Regions from separate parts of the Bicyclus anynana genome. Here region 1 is linked to region 2. The links are chromatin contacts, called in public Hi-C maps. All regions are on one chromosome and are shown on one strand. Each heading gives the region's core, a stretch centred on a gene start, on an enhancer-like site or on the middle of the called end of the contact. The rest is flanking DNA. Distances are from core to core; before and after follow the strand shown.

Region 1 (4,916 bases), core at 1,120-3,619, 58 kb before region 2:
TGAGAGTAACGTTAAGCAGTCAGCCCAGGTCATTATATCATTCATCATCATTATCATCATTAGCAGCCGATGGACGTCCACTGCTGGACATAGGCCTATTGCATGGACTTCCAAACACAACGGTCTCGAGCCGCGAGCATCCAGCGACTCCCTGCAACCCGCTTGATGTCCTCGGCCCACCTAATGTTGGGACCCCAACGTCCATCGGCTCGTCGAACTATGTGGCCTGCCCATTGCCACTTCAGCTATATCATTAACATGTAATAATTATTGTTACAAAGTAAAACATTATCATCCTAAGCTAAGCCCGCAAACCAGCGTTGGAGCAGCTGAATGGGCTCTAAATTACCTCACCTACAAGGAGTGAGGACTGGCAGAAACACTAAAGCAGGTCATTAAATAGGATAATAAGTATTCTACCAATTACACACTTGGTTATTCAACTCGTTCCGTAATTGGTCAGACTCAAAACACAAGCCTCAATGCATACAAGAAAGCATCAGTGTGCTCGAGGCTTTATGTTTTACTGTATCACGTTTTTAACATCACAAATAGAGTAAGAGATAACTGTTATGATTGTGTACTCAATGAGTTTAAGGTAAATAGGAAATGTGTGTTTGTTTATAATTGTCTGACGTATGCGCGTATGTGTGATGAGATTATCGTACTGTATATTTGTATATACCTAATAATAATCGTTGTCGACTATTTTGACGGCCTACTTTAGGGCTAGCTGGCCTATTCATTATTTAGGTCTTTATTATAAACCTATTACAATAAACATCAAATCAATTGAGAAATGTCATCTAGCTACTGTATCATAACCACCGGATGACATTTTTATAATTAAGTATAATTTATACCTCCCTGTAGAGTAAATGTATATACCAATAGAACAGTAATTAAATTAAACAATTAACACAGATACACTAGACATATAAAACACAACAGTCCAGCGAAGTAATAAAGTAAATGGCAATGTTTTCAACATTGGATCCATTAGTGAATTGCATGATACAATGTTATTTGCAAATATACGTCTTCATTTTCAAGTAGTGAAGTACTTTATTGGTTTCCATAATGAAAAGAAGAAAATTTATTAAAAAAGCAGATCACACAGAAAAACTAAAAATAAAGCAAAATAAAAAGTCAGTCTGTGATGGCAAAATTATCATTATTTTAGAAAAGCCAAATCATTCGCTACGCTCATCCATCATAACTTACCATAGGTAAGTATGGAAGTCAATTATGGGGTTTGGAACGTGGGAGATAGCAAGTTCTAAGGGATCCTCAACTGTACTAGTATAAACGCATTTTCATATATTGTCTACGGGAATTCCTTAATCCTACGTCCATTGGTCACAAGTCCACGGCTCTGCTGGGAGTTTTCGCTCTGTCAGGAATCCATAGAATGCTAAGATATTCGTCTCCCCTGGCGCAAGAGAGTTAGTTTTGTGGCAACACTAAGCTAGAAACTAAAAAAACGCTAGAAACTAGAAAAGTTTGAACTACAGTAAAGTGTTTAATGTAAAATTAAGCAGCAGAAGATTTCGTACCTAGGGCATATTTTGCGACACGATAGATACCGTTTGCTTCAATCTATTATGATGGGCAAGATTGCAGGCAAAAGAGGAGTAGGCAAAAGAGGAGTAGGAAGAAGTCCTGGCTGCGAAACATAACGGAGTGGACTGGCATAAAGACAGACGAAGAACTTTTCCGCCTAGCCATAGACAAGGAACAGTTTAGAAAGCTGACCGCTGACCTTCAGTAATGGAGAGGCACTCTGAGAAGAAGAAGAATGTTTTTAAAGGTCCGAAGGTAAGTACCTAATTGGTGACTGGAGACATGATTTCTTGTAAACGAGGAAAACGAGGCCCGCGTGGAGCCCTATATAAAAGCGGAATATTCGTCCATGTTTTACTACATCTCAAACATTTTAGGCAGCATCATCAAAATAAATCCCAGGCTTCTAGTTTTGTACCGGCACTCCAAGAAATTATTGTCATATTTTAACCAATTTACAGAAAACTTTGATAAGTATTATATACTTAAATGTTCCTCATGAATCACGCAATTTCTCAAAGTCTATTAGTGAAAAAAAATTACGTTAAGTTACGTATTTAGGTTTCTTATATTATTATGATAATATTATATTATATTACTTCTGAATGCCTGTTGGCATAGGCCTCCTTTAGCCTTTTCTTCGTTCTTTAGTTTTATATAATTTCATCTTGTACCACAGAAAACATATGCTAGTTTGCATCATATACAAGAAATATTAATTAGTTACGTTATAATACATCGCAGCGGTCAGCCCACTCTACAGCCAGCAAAACTTGTAAAGCATTATGAAAGTGCGAACCGCCTCGGGCCAGCAGTTCATTGACACTGCGGGCTAGACTTGCAAAATGCACTGTCTACATTCCTGATAGTCTAAGAGATTGAAGGCCGGTTTTGCCACCATTTTCTAATCGTCGTTATCAACCCATATTCGGCTCACTGCTGAGCTCGAGTCTCCTCTCAGAATGAGAGGGGTTAAGCCAATAAATAGTCCACCACGCTGGCCCACACACGCAGAGAATTAAGGAAATTCTCTGATATGCAGGTTTCCTCACGATGTTTTCCTTCACCGTTTAAGGCATCTGAAAATTTGGAGGTGCATGCCCCGGACCGGATTCGAGCCCACACCCTCCGGAATCGGAGGCAGAGGTCATATCCATTGGGCTATCACGGCTCAATCACCTTCTAATAAGTGTCAGATATGTCAAATGTTTTCCTTGTCACTTGACATAAAGTAAGAAAGTGACAAAACTTACGCGATAACCTTCGATCTTTGGAATTTGATTATACGTCTTTCACTGTTTGGTTACCACAGCATATTGTATAAGTTATAAGCGAATGTATCTTTCATTGGACGTTTAGTCTATATTTCTCTTCACTGGTAGCATGTTAGCACCACAGGTAAGGTAAGACTATTAGCTCTATCTGTAGGTAGGTGTTAAATCAATATTTTAACAATTATCAACTAAACGTCAATACTGTAAACCTAATAAGGACGACTTAAAGGGAAAAAATATGATACCAAGAACTAGGAGAACAGTGCTTCAGAAATTAAGGACTGAGTGACGTAAATCTAAGGATTTAATCTTAAATTAAAGAAACTGACTAGCAAACTTTTTTTTATTTTTATAGCAAAATAAAAAAATATGAGCAAAACAGAAACAATTAGATACGGATGGTTTGTCTACAAGGTTATCGATCTGTGATTCGTAGAATGCATTTACGCATCACTTATTCCCTCCATAAGTTCTTGTACTACATTATCTATTTATGATATGCAATTATCGCACTTATTTCTATGACATTTAGATCCAAGGACTTCAAAGTGAGCTTACGTGGGACAAGACTCGGTCAGTTATAGATTTGCATTTAATTGCGGTTATATTTAGAGGCGTTAGATCTCGTATCTTGGATGTAATGCAACGTGACTAACGTTATTGGTGTTTTATTTGTTTTTATGCAGTTTATGCGACATTTATAAACTGCGGAGTAGCAGAGAAAATAGGGTATAGCAAGTTGTATAACAACTTGTGTTCCCAATTTTTCTTTGTAAATATCTGTTTTGATTATGGATTCTGTTGAGATTCCGGAGGGCATAGGTTCGAATCCGGTCCGGGGATGCTCCAACTTTGCAGTTATGTACATTTTAAGAAATTAATTATCACGAGTCTTAAATGGTGAAGGAAAAACATCGTGAGGAAACCTGCATTTTTCTTAATTCTCTACGTGTGTGAAGTCTGCCAATCCGCATTGGGCCGCATTGTGAAGTTCTCGAGACTTGAGCCTCAAGCTACAAGGTGCGCAGCGGAAGCTGTCTTTTACTTGTTAATAAAAAGATAAAGTCACTTCCAATAATAAAGAAACGTACATGAAAAATGTTATATCCGGTAAGACATTCAATCAATATCAACCACACAGGGATGCTACAGCTTACGGTGTCTTTGGTTAAATGGAAATGGAGAAACTATTGACAGTTCTCAAAGTTTGAGTTTCGACTTACTTGTTTGACAGCGCCATCTACATAGTCCTCGCAGACGTTCTTAGCGAAGAATGTCTCGACGGGGAAGGTCCGCCCGGGGATGGTGAAGGTGGGCACGTTGCCGAAGAATGTGGAGAACTTGGACGAGTCCATCGTCGCCGACGTCACTATGAGCTTCAGGTCTGAACGACGCGCTACCACCTGGAGAATAAAAAAAAATCACTATAACTTAACACGTTCACAGTACAGTAAGTGTGAGGCAACGCGGGCTCACGCCAGTTTCTCCTCACGAGTCTGTGAGTCCAATATGGGCTCATAGTAAGTACTTGTGCATTTTCTTCTATTAATCTAATGAGACTTGTGGGGTGGTAAGATAACTTTGTGTGTTAATCAATGAAAAATCATTTATATCAAGGTTTAATTTACAAATAAATTAAGCTTCTAGTTTATCTATGTGTAGTAATTATGTAATGTATTAATGTAATACGGAAATTAGAATTTATTTAGAACTAGCGGACGCCCAAGACTCCGTCCGCGTGGAATTCAGGATTTCACAAATCCCGCGGGAAATTTTCCGGGATGAAAAGTAGCCTATGTATCTAGACTAAAATCTGTCTCTACTTCAAATTTCAGGTGTTTCGGTTCAGTAGCCGAGGCTTGAAAGAGTATACAAACATTCATACTCTCAAAATCATCAGATTTTTGCAAATCTCGGGAATTGGATTTTTTCGGGATAACAAGTCAAGCCTATGTGTTAATCCAGAGTAAAATCTATTTATCCATTCCAAATTTCAGCCAAATCGCTTCAGTAGTAGCGGCGTTAGAGTAACAAAAATCAATACAAACATTCGCGTTTATAATATTAGTAGGATTTATC
Region 2 (5,365 bases), core at 1,491-3,990:
GACAGAATTAGGATTTTGGAGCTTAGACCCATCACGCATGCGTCGACACGTATAGAGAGCAAAAAATCATCACACCAAAACGCCCCACATTTAGACACTAAATACACACACATACATATGTGTGTGCCCAGAGCATTTGTATGTAGAGGCAGATATATAATTAAATAATTAAAATAATATGAAATATAATAAACTCCTCGGTCCACCTAGTGGGGGGTCGCCCAACACTGCGCTTTCCGGTGCGGGGTCGCCATTCCAGCACCTTGGGACCCCAACGTCCATCGGCTCTCCGAACTATGGTGGACTCTCCGAACTATGGTCACTAGGTGGACCGAGGATATCAAGCGGGTTGCAGGGAGCCGCTGGATTCTGGCGGCTCGAGATCGTTGTGCTTGGAGGTCCATGCAAGAGGCCTATGTCCAGCAGTGGACGTCTACCGGCTGATAAGGTAAGGTAAGGTAAGGTATAATAAAATCAAAAATCACTGCCTCCTGTATCCTACCCTTGATCCAACATTCAAAAGCGAAAACTTCTGATCGAAGCTTTTCGTTATAAGACCACTGAAACTGGCTGAAACGACTTTAACGAATAACAATTGCTCGAAGAATCCACATGGCGTATTCTCGAGAGCAATCTCGCGAGCAAGGTCAAAGTTTTTTTATTGCAATAACATAGAATGATTCTAAGTCATGATATTTTTTTTACTAACACCATGGCTTGAAATACTCGTAGGCAGATTATTTTTAAATCGATGTTGTCTGGTTATACCTACGTACTTTCGCGGACAAGCTCATTAACAAAGAAATAAACGTGATCGAAGCATTTAATGTTCCTAGCTTATCACGTAAAATGAACTGTACTTCTGTCAAGTTAATCTGCTATCATCAGATAGCATCGTCATTAATCATCAGAAAAGATTTTCTATATTATGTCATCATCATCATCATCAGCCTATTTTAACGATTTTAACTAGGGTAAGCATTATACAAAAAATATAGATTGCACAAAATGGAAAAATCCCTTCTTATACACAGTTTTGTAAGGACGCCGCAGGGTAGGCAGTGCATTCTTGCATATATGAAGTGCACGCCACTGCACACAGGAGACGGTGTATGGAGCTTAGACCCACCGCACTGCAATGCGGGTTGGCGAGCTTATGTGATGAAATAAAATTAAAAAGTGAACACCCTTTTTTGTAATTGGTTGAAAGCGAGCAACGCCAAAGTTTGTAGTTAGTGCGAGTAATGTTCAATTACAAGTTACGGTTTTTTGCTGTGAGGCCAACATACCTGCCGGTTGGCGCCGGCCCGAGGGACGCGGCGCTGCGAGTTGTGGCTGAGGTCACTCGGTGCTTTGTTGCGCGCTACATCGATATCGATATCGATGTTATCGTCACTCATGTAGAGATACTTATAAGGCTGGATTTAGGAAACACGGCATTGTCTTGCCTTTTCAGGATTTCGTACAACAAAAGGTAAAAACAAATATTACTTTGTTATATCTGCCTGTTTGCCAAAGCCCTTTATTTCGGGAATACGTGGAGGTATCAAGTTGAAATTTATCTCGTATATTTAGGTCTACGGTCACATGAAGTTGTGGAAAAAAAACTTCTAAATGTACGTAAAAATATATATTTTACTCAGCAATAAACGCATATTTCGACACTCAAGGAAATCAAAACTTATATTGGAATATGATTGACCACTAGTACAAGAAAATAATCTCAAAACTATAAAATTTGTCATTAAATCTACAAAACAGGGGGCTTAAATTCAGGAAAAGCTCGGCAAAATCTGCGCATCTTGATTCCTGAACTATTTATCTATGTATGGAGACCTCGGTTGGCGAGTCCGACTAGCACTTGAGAAATTATATTTCTTTTGTTTTCTTTTAGTCATCTTTTATAGCCTTTTCCACGCTTGAGTCGTAGATTTTAATCCTAATGTGCTATTAATTTATTAAGGTAAGTAACTATAACTTTGAAAATCATCTGCTGAGTGATTGTAATAATTTAGCAGTACCGGACGTGCTTTGGAGAGTGACTAAAACTACTATATGTATTTCCATAGATAACTAGCATTATTTTTAGAATCTGCGTTTATCCACTGTGAGGCAATATAATAACTTAACCAAGTACCTAATACAGGGTTTTGAGTATGTGGCTAAGACAATAGTTGAAGCAGTTAGAAAAATTCATGCCAATCAAAATGTACAGTAGTTACAAACGATGGTTTAATTTAAAATCATATGTATAGATTGATAATATTTTTCAATTCGGATTAGTATTCAATATTAACATAAATAAATATTAACATAAACAAAGTATAGACTGATAAATTGTGCTAATCGTATAATCCAGGAATAGAAATTTCATAAACAAATGGAAGTCACGGAAATTTCATACATAAATGGAAGTCACATTATTGAATCAATATTGGAAACTTAATGACAATGAAATCTACAACCATTAACAAACGTTCTTTAAACAAGGAAGCTAACAAAACTGGAGATTAGAAAGATAAACTGTTCAAGAACGAGAAAAACCAAATATTAATCCACTTATTATCACAACGATACAGAAAATAAATACGCTACATTTTTTCCGGGTCGGCTGAAATTCTTACGTTATCGATAGTTTAATAATATCGTACGTGACTCCTCACTGGATGCGCAGAGCGGGCACCGGCCCCCGCGGCCCGCGCCTCCCCGCGGTCGTATAAAACATCGTGCACCACGCGCGCCGCGTCTTACGCTCCGAAGCCGCCGTGTAGCTCTGTGCTCGTACAGACGCCAAGCCACGCGGGCCCCGATTGTGAAAGTGCGATCGCAACGATTTCTCGGTAGTGAGAGTAAACCGAGCCCGTACAAACCTAAACTCAAACAAGTGCTGTGAATTCTCTCGCGTGCTCAAGACAGAGTTCAATGGAAGCCAGGTTTGTGACTTGCCGGAGTTTCCAGCAGATCAAGCCGCCCGAGAAGAGTTTAGCACCGCCGCCGACGGTGAAGGGGCTGCTGTCTCGCTTCGGAAGCCAGGCTCAAGCTTTGTTCGCGCCGAAGAAGCCACGATTCGGCTCCACTGTAGCCATACACAAGTTGAGGGAGTCGAAGTGGTTTAAGCATGATGAGCAGAATATTTTGTGCGCCGTCCTCGAGACCGGATTCGTTTTGGAGGTTAGGGCGGAGGACCCCCTGCCGCCGGACTCGACGTTGTCCCCTGACTACCATATGTACGCCATTGCCATGTGGAAGAAGGGTAAAGGTATGTTAAACTCGAATGGTATTTCAATTAAATATAACCTTGAGGTATCGTATTCGTTGCATCGAGAAATAGGCGATGGTCGATGACGTTAGTACGCACGGAGGCGTGGTGTAGCACTGAAGCGAATGTGATTGTGAATAACTTTGGTAGCGGTCGTGCGGCATCGTAACGAGAACGACAAGATTTGATTTGTAAATAATTTATTAAACACACCGTAAAGCATGCTCATCCGCGTCACTGTGTACTTATGAATAATAAATTAATTGCGATATCCTCTATGACGTCTATGTTAACTTTGAACAAATTGGCCACAAAATCAACCATATTGTACGTGTTGAATTGAAGTGTTACTACTTACGAGACATCGCTCATAGCAATGAATTGTGATTGAGCTATAAATAGATGCCTAGGTTATTAAGATACTTCTTATCTGCAAATTAAATATAAATAGTTTGGCCTTGCCGTGTTTAAAACAAGGCAACTTTCTTCGCTATAAATAGTCCCCAGTAAATACTGCGAGTATTTTCGTGTTGACATAGCTAAAAGTTTTCATACGAATTAATATTTATGAATGCGACAGCATTAGTATAAATGGTTTCCTGAATTCTCGAGCGTCGTTCATTCGACTTCCTAATACGTTTTGCATTCGTGTTTCCAACGAACATAACAACATGTGTTTCGCGTTGCAGAAAAAACAAAAAACCCGGAACAGATAGAGGTGTACACGGTCCAGCAAAAGGGTGTGCGCAAACGTATCATCAAGACAACCTTGAGTGCCTTCTGGAAGAAAGACTCCGTCATACGAATCAACAACGTAGACGACAAGCAGGAAACCCCTAACAGCGAAAAGGACATCAGAGCAAAGGTACATCCAAAAACCAAAGCACGAGGCACAAGTTTCCAATTCGCACATATCCCTGATATAGTTGTTGGATAAATCATTGCCTTATCTAAATCTTGATCAGGAAGTAATGCAAAGAATGAATTAACTAAAGATTACGAGCGTAGTAGACGAGATAGTGTTGTAAGTAAATCGTACGTATAATTTATCGACGTCAAATGTTTCAATAGCAATTGCATAACACGGCCTTCTAACAATGTTTTGACACGCTACATGCATTACGGTTTTGCGAAAGATTGCCAATAAAGTCATAACCCAGATAGATATTATAGTTTTGTGAACATTTGTAAAACTTGTCAAAATTTATCTCTTTCTTTTTTATAAAATAACATCTTAATTTTTGTTTGAACGACGCAGTCTTTTACATTCTCTTATTGCATTACATCTTTAGCATAACAAATTAGCTCTTTATTTGGGCCTATTTTCAATTAAATCTTGTTCCACTTGACCTTAAAAGGTTTTTGTTCCACTTTGAATTCTTCATTTCCTATGTAGGATAGACGTCAGAATTGGAAACCTCTCATTTCAGATAGCCTCAACGGGGCTTTCGTTTTTCGGAAAGTGAACAGTGGGGACACCTACTAAGGAGCTTCTACTGATTGCAGCTCGAGATGGCAACAAAATCCAGATTCGAAAGAAACTGGCATAATACACTGCATTTCGTGCACTGGTGCCGATATGGGGAAACTCCGCAAGAAGCTCGCATGAGACAGGTAAATTTTTATAACAGGATAGTTAGTAAATATGAAAACTGGAAAACATTTAGAGCAATACAAGAGCTGTAAGATGGAATTAAACGGTTCAGTTTAAGCATGAAGAATAAACTGTTAATATGGAGCAGGAAAAATAAATTAAAACATTTAAGCATTTTAATTTATTACCATCTTTAACAAAGAACCGTTTAATTTCGCCTTAAATAAAATTCAATGTAAACAAACTGTAACACGTGTAAGAATTATCTAGAATAAAGTAAAGTATTACAATATCTATTTTTATAATTATGTTTTCAAACGCCGTTATCGTTCGATCGGCTGTCTTGTTGTGCTCGTCGTTTTATTTTATTCAAGGTTCTAGAGCTTCTGTATTTTGTTTTTTTTTCCAATGCATGTTACGAGTTTGTCTTTACAATGTTTTTGTCTGTGTTTTTTTTTCATTATACTATCCGCTTTAATGTGAACGTTATTTTCAATTTGTTTTTTCTTTAC

The links. Hi-C and Micro-C count contacts between places; a contact is called where the count stands out from the background.
Region 1: a contact with region 2 is called in a Hi-C map of whole larva, with 4 times the contacts expected there. The contact joins the enhancer-like site here to the promoter of LOC112049703 in region 2. A contact is called at or near these places in 2 of 2 Hi-C or Micro-C datasets (whole body and whole larva).

Annotation. Positions count from the first base shown.
Region 1 is chr15:1,733,439-1,738,354 of ilBicAnyn1.1, reverse strand. It overlaps LOC112049702 (pre-mRNA-splicing factor ATP-dependent RNA helicase PRP16), which reads right to left. Exons shown (of 21, transcript XM_024087704.2): 12 at 4,061-4,240. Among protein-coding and RNA genes, the nearest start is that of LOC112049708, 29 kb to the left of the region's middle. Within about 2 kb of position 2,369, at least 6 of the 8 cell types and tissues checked have open chromatin away from gene starts, as enhancers often do.
Region 2 is chr15:1,675,784-1,681,148 of ilBicAnyn1.1, reverse strand. It overlaps LOC112049703, which reads left to right and starts at 2,740. Exons shown (of 5, transcript XR_002887104.2): 1 at 2,740-3,259; 2 at 3,949-4,124; 3 at 4,766-4,873. All of the region lies in intron 11 of LOC112049702 (pre-mRNA-splicing factor ATP-dependent RNA helicase PRP16), which reads right to left.